Linked DNA regions of Macaca mulatta: region 1 is linked to region 2. A link is a contact called in public Hi-C data. All regions are on one chromosome and are shown on one strand. Each heading gives the region's core, a stretch centred on a gene start, on an enhancer-like site or on the middle of the called end of the contact. The rest is flanking DNA. Distances are from core to core; before and after follow the strand shown.

What was found. A called contact is a pair of places that touch in the nucleus more often than the background predicts.
Region 1: a contact with region 2 is called in a Hi-C map of fibroblasts, with 1.9 times the contacts expected there. The contact joins two enhancer-like sites. A contact is called at or near these places in 3 of 14 Hi-C or Micro-C datasets (fetal cortex germinal zone, fetal cortical plate and fibroblasts).

The regions. Positions count from the first base shown.
Region 1 is chr12:94,231,189-94,236,164 of T2T-MMU8v2.0, forward strand. No RefSeq gene overlaps it. Among named protein-coding and RNA genes, the nearest start is that of COL5A2, 180 kb to the left of the region's middle. Within about 2 kb of position 2,998, at least 2 of the 40 cell types and tissues checked have an H3K27ac peak or open chromatin away from gene starts, as enhancers often do.
Region 2 is chr12:94,048,306-94,053,419 of T2T-MMU8v2.0, forward strand. COL5A2 (collagen type V alpha 2 chain) reads right to left here. Exons shown (of 50, transcript XM_077957304.1): 3 at 4,176-4,208; 4 at 2,726-2,779. Among named protein-coding and RNA genes, the nearest start is that of COL5A2, 7.2 kb to the right of the region's middle. Within about 2 kb of position 2,451, at least 3 of the 40 cell types and tissues checked have an H3K27ac peak or open chromatin away from gene starts, as enhancers often do.

The sequences.
Region 1 (4,976 bases), core at 1,748-4,247, 180 kb after region 2:
ACAGAACAGAATACTATTCAGCCCTAAAAAGAGAAGAGAATCCTGTCATTTGCAACAATACAGATGAACCTGGAGGACATTTTACTAAGTAAGTCAGGCACCGAAAGACAAATATCATGGGATCTTACTTATATATGAAATCTAAAAAGTTGAAGTCATGGAAGCAGAGGGTAGAATGATGATTACCAGAGCTTTGGGAGCCAGGAGAATTGGGAGATATTGGTCAAAGGACACAAAATTTGACTTAGGCAGAAGGAGTAACTTCGGGAGATCTATTGCATCACATGGTGACTACAGTTAATAGCTATGCATTGTACGCTTGAAAATCACTGACAGCAATTTTAAGTGTTCTTACCACACACACAAAAATGATAAGAATGTGACATAATGCATATGTTAAATAGCTTGATTTAGCTGTTCTACAATGTATACATATTTCAAAACATCATTTTATATACCATAAATATATATAATTTTGTCAATAAAAATATTTTTAAAATAATGATATATACTTCCTAAGATTGCTGTAAAATTCTAATAAGATAAATAAAGTATAACCCAGATATACAGTATCCTTTTATCTACTCAGCCTAACTCTGGTACGACACTGATAGAAAATTAAACTCCTTCACAAGCATCCACAGAAAATCCATTTATAGCAAGTATATTGTACTTTGAGTATTTTTACTGAAGATTTATGAAGTCTGAGGGGGTCACATCACACAACACATAGCATTTCACTTATAAGTTATATGCTATGTGTTGTGTATAAGTGAAATGCTATGTGTTGTGTGATGTTTTGTCCATAAGTTCTGTCTTCTCCTAACCTTGGGTTCAGCCTTGCAAATGCTCCTTTCCTTCCTCTGGCATCCCCCTCACAGCCTGAATTGTCCCACCCTTAGTTACATGAACAATTCAGCCCAGCCTCAGTTTCTGCGCTAAAAACACAGACCTTTCTCTAGCAAAGTGGTCAGTAAATTACAGAACACACTGGAGAATTATAGCTAACTTGGCTTTTTTTCTACTATATAAGCAAAGAACTTTCTTGATAAAGTGCTTAATGAAAGTTACTTTTTTTCATTCATCCCTGTGGGAAATTATACCAAACAGAATTAGTATTTCATGCCAAAGGCAAAAAAAAAATAACAAATATTGAATAATGATATATTTTTATCTTTATACTTTTGTTCTCTAGCTTTACAATTTATTGTTTCAAATATTTCTAGTGTTCATGGTTAACCTACTCAGTAATAAAAAATAAAATATAATGCATTGATACTCTTCAATGCAAGACCTGTGGGCAATTATTGAATGAGCACAATTTTTATTTTTTTAGTTTGTGTATAATTATTTTTATCTTTAATCTTTTTCTTTACTTATGATATTCCACTTTTTGCTCTGCTTGGTGACTTAGTTATTTCTAGAAAAAAGGATCCTTAACTGGAAAAGCTCTTCGAGGATTTTAGTTCCTTTGGCTATAGTAAATCAAGCATGAGCCATATAACAGTGAAGCTTATTGAAGCTCTGAGATGATTAACAGAAATACAATTTTTCGATTTACGTATCTTTCTATCACATGCCTGCCTACTTTTGCATAGAAGTTATCAATTATATTCAATGATATTTGATTCTTAGACTACCTAATTTTAAACGTTAGCAAAGTATTTTTATTAGCATTAAATGATTCTCATAAAAGGAAAATGCTACCTTCTAAATTTCTGCAGCATAGTTTTCTCATTTGCCATTTGGGTATCTTTTTTCAAAATATCATTATTTATATAGTAAATGTATATATAAAATTTTAAAATGGAGTATCTTTTTAATTACATTAGCTTTCTTGCTTTCTTTTTTTTTTTTTTTTTTTTTTTTTTTTTTTTTTTTTTTTGAGATAGCGTCTTGCTCTGCTGCATGGGCTGAAGTGCAGTGGCATGATTTCAGCTCACTGAAACCTCTGCCTCCCGGGTTCAAGTGATTCTTCCGCCTCAGCCTCTCCAGCAGCTGGATTACAGGCATGCGCGACCACGCTGGCTAATTTTTGTATTTTTAGTAGAGACAGGGCTTCACCATATTGGCCAGGCTGGTGTCGAACTCCTGACCTCGTGATCTGCCCGCCTCAGCCTCCCAAAGTGCTAGGATTACAGGCATGAATCACTGTGCCTGGCCTAATCACATTATTTTTCAAATAAAAGAGAATGCTTTCTTCTAAAGTTCCAATCTTCTGGAATTAATTCTACCATCCATAATTTGGAGGCAAATCTTACAGATTACTATTAGTTTACTGTGTTTTGATTTTTAAACCTCCTTTTTAAATACCCCCCAACTAACTGGTTAACTAAAAATACATAAAAACACAGAAAGCTTCTTTTTCCAAATAACACTATTCTTTTTGATTGTTTGTAACAACCCAACATCATGAACCAATTGATTTCGTGTTTGCATGAGGTTTAACATTATGAAATTTTCACTCTTTAGGTAAAAAATAGCTGAATATCAGCAATTTAATATGGTTTAGACTAATAACTATCTTTCTGTTCCAGAAGCAAAATATTGATACATATTTCTTCCTATCAGTTACACAAAAAGCTGCTAGGAAATTGTGGTAATCTGTCTCACACACACTACACAGAATGCTTATGATTTCAAATTTTTGTCTCATCAACCAAGTTCTACATTTGTTTTCTCCAAATTAGGCAGTGTGTACTCTGAGAACAGAGATGAAGATGATTGTGTTAGGGCTTTTATTCACTATGTGTAATAACCACCACATGCTATTTAATGTCATATACTTACTGGTTTACGTGCCTGCTGAGATGTCTTAGCCCCTGTTGCTTACTTACAGTAAATTGTGTACTGTGAGGTTAAGGGCATAGAAAAATCTGGGAATAGTTTTCTGGTTTTATGAATGACATCAGATTTCCAAATGACTGCTAAATATGTGCTGGAGTTTTCAAGTGCATGCTGACCATATTGCATAAAATTATTGTCCGATTGCCACATTTAAATTTTCCGTAGGAATTGCTCAGTTATGAGTCACATTATGTAAGTTTGACTCACTTAAGGCTCTAGCATTTTAGAAATCTATCTTATAAAAAATATATTTAAATATGTTGGAATACTTCTATATTGTTTCTGGAAAATAGCATCGGAACTTAGATTTAATATATTTTTAAAACCTTAGATTTGTTTTCTCTTTTGCAATGATGTATTATTTCATACTTTCTGGTAGTTTTCAAAATTTTTGAGCTCTCATCTCATTTCTCTTGGATGTATTACTTAAACTTCCTGCTCAATTGCCATAAATTCTGTCTAAAAAATAAGACAGAATTATTAATTTATTGGCATTTAGTTTTCTTATTTTGCTAATTTAGAAAAGGTATATTTTATGAATGCTCATCATTGTAACCTAAATTGATTTTTGGAGTAAAACAGATCTGCATTTGAATCTCAGTTTTGCCATGCATCAACTATAAAACTCTGGGGACATTATTTTGCCACTCCAACTCTATTTTCTCATTTGTACAATGAAGATAATAAAAATTATATGTAGAAATGAAACTAGGCAACATATAAAATACATAATTTGGGGACCAACCTATACTAAGTGATGAATAAAATCAGTCATTATTAATAGTATTAATATTGTTCACACAAAATTGAAAACAAGAAGCCCTCTGACCATAGGTCTTTCAATTATCTAAGGACTATATACAAATGTAAGTCAATCAAACTGTTCTTAACATGACCCCAAGATTCATGGAAGCACATCAGAGAATTAAGAGTAAGCAAAAACAAGTATGGCTTGTTTCATAAAATAACAGGTTGAAAACTCAAAGGCTGGGTTAATTATTACCTGTGAGTTCAGGTCAATCACCATAAATTCTTGCTGCTCTCTATACCCCTTAAGAGTCAAACATCACAGACATTACAAAGGCACACCTAGCCATTTTTCCTAGACCTAAGAATCAGAGGATGCAGGAGTCTTTTCAGGATACAGTTTGGGAAGACACTAGGTTTGAGAAACAAGAAAAGCCTTGCTAGCCGCAAAGTATATAGGGATTCTATGGATGCACAATGTATTTTTAAATAAAATCAAAGTATATTGTTCCATATTGTTATCAAATACAGATACTCATAGATCCAATGTCTTCATCACAGAATCACTAAAAATATTCTAAAAGAATAGCCAGTTGTCAATGCCTCTATGTATTACTTGACAAAATACACTGGGCAAAACAGTGGTGATGTGCAAGTCCCCTTTGGCAGTATATGCATATGGGTTTGGTAGTCAGAGACTTTCTTTTCCCTTCAGGAAAAATTGAAATCTATTTGGGTTTCCAAAGTGAGTGGGAACAAGGAGGTCAATAGTGCCCCCAGAAATGTTACCTTTACTATTAAGTATTAGAGTTCAGGCAAGAACAAAAAACCATAGAAACCTTGGAGATGCACTGCTCAGTCGACACAAAACAACTTTAGGGGATATTTTCTACCATATTTCTTCTAAATCACAATCTGATAGTGTTTTTCTTATATTCTTTCTCTTGATAAGCTGAACCAGATATTATTCTATATCTGTTCAGACACTGGGCAGTAGCTAGTTTCAGGAAAAAATATTTTACTCCCATTAGAGAATTAAAACTTTTTTAATTTCTAGAAAATTAATTAAGTATTTCTCAATTACCGTAGAGATTTTCATCTTATTGGTTTTTATCCAGGAAATTTTGATGGAGGATAGTGAATGGCATTACCTTCTTGCTTGGTTAATAATTAAGGAGAATATTCAGTCAGTCAGTCAAGAAAACGTATTATATATCAGCAATCTGCAAAGCATACTTCTTGGAAGAAACAGAAAATTAAACATCAGAAGTCATAAACCATGTTTTCAAATAGTTTTTAGAATTTTTTCTTTGCCTTTACTCTTAAAATCCATTATAAAGAGTCTAACATTAGATTTTTCTTATATCCTGTTTGGCACACTC
Region 2 (5,114 bases), core at 1,201-3,700:
CGTTTCTCTGTCTCTCTCTTTCTCTCTGAGACACACACACACACACACACACACACGTTATAGATGTTAAGATCTAGTATATTTCCCATTTTACAGATCAGGAAACATACCAATAGTGGTTAAGGGTCACATGCAACTAGAACTTAGCACATCATTGATGGTCCATCTCCTGTCAGGTCGCTAGTTTGTCACTATGAAGTTATCTGAACAATACACTTAAAATTGAGGATGTGTGATGAAAGACAGTAGTGAAAATCATTGGCTAATCCTGAAGGTTTTATGGTAGTATCTCATACTGGACTACTGACATAGTAGTTCTCAGTCCAGAGCTATTTTGCCTAGATTTGGCAATGTCAGGAAACATTTTTAACTGTCACAATTGTATGGGGAATGGCAGTTTCAACTGGCATCCAGTGGGTAGATACCAGGAATGCTGCAAAACTTTCTACTATGCATATGGAATTATTTGGCCTAAAATATCAATAGTGTTGACAGTGAGAAACCATGCTGTACATTGTGAATCTTCTAAACTGTTTGATGGTAATATAATTGCACGGGCGGGGGGAATGCTATTTCTGATTGCAGAACCACCCTATATTGTGACAGCCATAATTTTAGTCCAGTTAAGCAGCTCCTAGAAGGCTTGAGGTATGAGGCAAAACATTCTGCCTATGGGCATTCTGTTACATCATGCCCATCATTTCATATACATCATTTCATGCAAAGCTATACATCATTTCATATCTTTAAACCCATGTAGGCAGGCATTGAAAGAGTTGTATCACACTACCTGTTTGCTAGGATTAACAGAGGAAGAGATTTCCTACTTGGATATCTGCCAGGGTTGTCTCACTTGATTCCTCATAAAAAATCTACCCCCCTTTCTCTCTCTCTCTCTCTCTCTCAATCTCTCGCTCTCTCTCGCTCTTTCTGACACATACACACAAAATGCACACACACTTATACCCAATTCACATTGATTGTCTCAGGCCTAACCAAGGTAGGAAACTGACCACATCACAAAGTCAAATAGGGAAAATAAGTGAGAAGTGTTGGGGAGCAGATTCGTCAGATCTTAACCAGGAACTCTGGAAGTCTGGTCCCACAACTTCTACGTAGATTTAGGACCCAATGTTGTCAATTACTTACAGTGTACAAATACACCGATGCAAAATCTTTTTTTTTTAATGACCACCCATCCTCCACCCAACTGATGTTATTTTCTACCTATTTCTGTCTTTCTAGATCTAGGACAGACATCTGGAGAGCTACAACAGAGTTTAAGCTACCAACACTAGTGAGAAAACTCAACACAACCACAGTGAAGAATGGGGCATAAAATAATGTGAATACAGTCCTGCTGCTCACCTATATGGATATGTCCAACCTCTTGGGGCACTGCTTTGCACCTACATGCCTGCAAATACCATCCATACTGCAGCCCCATTTAAGAAAAAGTACTGACATCACACTATATATGAGGTGAAATGAGTAGAAGGATAATGTAGTAACAAGGATGAAACTAGTGGCAAGAGTTCCTAGGCATATGATCTAAAATATATTTTATCCTCATTTATACATTTCAAGTTGTCTGTTGTTTCCTTATCTTCTAATCCTCCCATTTAAATATGGATAAATATATATTTAAAAGGATAAAAATCTACTGAGAGTTTTAGTAGATATCATTAGAGAAAAAATTAAACAGTACAAAAAATTTTTCTAATTGAAACATGGGATAATGAAAGCAATATACAAATTAATACAGTTATATAATATATGAAAGACATTAGATTTTAGAAGTGATATATAAGAAAAAACGTTGTAGGGAGGCCGAGGTGGGCAGATCACGAGGTCAGGAGATCAAGATCATTCTGGCTAACACGGTGAAACCCCATCTCTACTAAAAAATACAAAAAACTAGCTGGGTGTGGTGGCTGGTGCCTGTAGTCCCAGCTACTCAGGAGACTGAGGCAAAAGAATGGCATGAACCCAGGAGGCAGAGCTTGCTGTGAGCTGAGATCACGCTACTGCACTCCAGCCTGGATGACAGAGTGAAGCTCTCTCCAAAAAAAAAAAAAAAAAAGTGAAAAGAAAAAACGTTCTAACCCTAACACTTGAGAACAACATGTATTCTGTGCAGATAAGTAATAAAAGAAAACCTTTGGTATATATTATATAGTATCCTTATGTTTTACCTCAAGGATATTGAGGTCATTATTTTATTTTAAAGGTATTTCACTTGTCTGGTAATGGGATTGCTGATTTTTAAAATTACTCCTTTGATATCTCTGCAGTGGCTGCTGAGTGAAAAAGGCAGAGTGCTACCTGGGAAATAAACTTGTTGTGCAACCACTTGAAAGAAAATTTTACCCTCTAACAATTGTTTCCCATATCCAGCTTGGTTATTCCTGTGGCAACCACAGATCACATAACTTGGATGTTTTATCTCAACAGTACATTCTTGGCATTGCTTACTCATGAGTGAAACTCAGGATATGTTAATTATGCTTCCTTAAGTTCTACTTTATTTTGATTTGACCTCATAAGGGACAAGGAAATATCATTTGTGTTATCTAATAAGATAATATACAATTATTATTGTATTTTTCTAACATTTAATGGGGTGAAAGAGGAACAGTGCTCCCAGCTCCTTGCTGCATTCACAGAACACAGTGTAAACTGACTGGCTACACGTTCCCCACAAGGAGCCCTCTTGTCAACTTACAGGTCTTCCTTTTGGCCCTCGCTCTCCTCTTGGTCCCTGTGATCCTGGAGGTCCCTAAAACAGAAAATAATGATTATGCATGCAAAAATTTATACTTTCTTATTGAATTTTTTAAAAGTTTACTTGATAAAAGAAAATTGGAAAACAGAAATACCACACTTAATTCAGTTCAGTTGAAGACTATAGAGAATAAAGCCATGTGCATATAAAAGTTCTGTACACTTAGAAGTCTTGTTTATTTTATCAGTGAAATTTAAAGACCTATAAAGAACTAGGTGTACATTATGGCATCATGAAGCATAGTGAGCTAAACAGATTAGCTTGACTAGTAATTGCAAATTTTTAAGGATCATATTTGCTGTCCTCTCCCAGGTATAGCCTTTGCCACAAAACTCTGAGCACAAAAACTTACAGTTCTGATTTTGAAAAATTACATAAATGTGCAAACCACAAATTATCAATTATTCCAGGGACTGTATGAAATCAAATTGGTACATGATACCCCAAAATGTTCATCACTGTTCAAGTTGCTGATAAAAGCAATGGAAAGGAAAGCCTCTTAGACTACTATAATACTGCTTTATATACATTCAAGCATCTTTTTACTTTATTTAGAATATGGCATTATTTCCCTTGTATGTTTAAAACCCCTTAGAAATTTCCAATTCTTAATTACAGTTACTTTTCCCTTAAATAACAAATGACTATTATATTTCAAAAGTGGTGTTATAGTGCTGATATCTTAAAATGGCTTTTTTTCCCCCTGGGAAATGGATGTTGTCAGGGGAACTTTGTTTCTCTTTAAAAGAGGATTTAAAGTGAGTTATGAAGATTATATTGTGTATTTACTCAACCCAACATATAGCATCGTTTAAAAGTGAGGGCTTCAGAAGAACCAGAGTGAGTCCATTAAAGCTGACTTAGTATTTTATTTAAGTTGATTTGATGTGTTTAACATTTATATGAAGTGTGTGTATATGTTATGAATACTGCTGATAATCCAAACTTGAAAAACTTAGTCTTTTATACTAAGCCATAAATATGGCTGTATGATTTCCCATATTCTACTGCAATATATAATTTAATTTTATTAAGCAGATAAAACTAGCCCATCATTAATCATAGTCAAACAACACACAATTATGCCCTAATTTCAGTGAACAAAGTCGAACCAAAATTAACAAATGTAACAATAAAGTGTTCTGCCTTTTACATAACCAACAGCAAGACTAACATGGTGTTTCTTCAGTTTCAGAATAAAACGACCCCTTATCTACCATTCACTGCTGCAAAGGAATGTCTAACTTGAAGATGGTTTAAGACAAAATGCTTTAAGAGACCAAGCATCATTGTTTAATTCTTTTATCTTCTCATGGATATAATAAGTGTAAAGATTTTCAGTATATCAAGGAATACAAGAGTACCATGAATATTGGGAGAAGCTACTTACTGCCGGTCCTGGACGACCACGTATGCCTGTTACCTAAACAATAAACAAGAAAATTTGTAAAGGTAAAGTTTCTGCAGATATTCAGAGAGTTAAATAGTCAACAAATAAGAATAACAACAAAAAAACACAGTAATTATTTTGACAAATGGATGTTGTCAATTGATGCCCATTTCCTCCTCTCCTTAAGATTTAAGATATTATCTAATTTTAACTCTAATATAGGGAGGCAGTGCTGGAGTAGTGATAAAGAACACCAACACTGGAGCCAAGAGGCCTGGGTTCAAATTCTGACACTGCCCCTTACCAGATGTGTGACTTCTGACTAATTACTCATCCTCTTTGTTCTTAAGAACCTTAAGTGGAAACTTAAATGTAAAATGGTAGTGATGATTACGTAATTACCTCCCTCATAGAGTAATGAAGATAAATAATAAATATTTGTATTTGTAAAGCACTTAACACCTAAAACATAGTAAGCACACATAAATGCTTTTTAAAATGAAATTAAACAATATGAATTATTTAATTTTTAGGTAATCTTTGTAAAAAAAAAAATCACAAGCCAATTAAAGGCAAATAAAGAATATAAACACTGCTAAATAAATCAACATGGATATTCTTTTTGTCTTGACAGACTGATGATAATGCCTTTAAAACCTAGGAGAATGAGGCTAAGGTGGGTGGATCACTTGAGGTCAGGAGTTGAAGACCAGCCCGGCCAAACTGGTGAAACCCCGTCTTTACTAAAAACACAAAATTTAGCTAGGCATGGTGGCTCTCGCCTGTAGTCCCAGGTGCTCAAGAGGCTGAGGCACAAGAATCACTTGAAACTGGGAGGTAGAGGTTGCAGTGTGCTGAGATTGTGCCACTGCACTCTAGCCTGGGTGACAGAGCAAGACTCTGTTTCAAAAAAATAAAAATAAAAAAAATAACGAAACC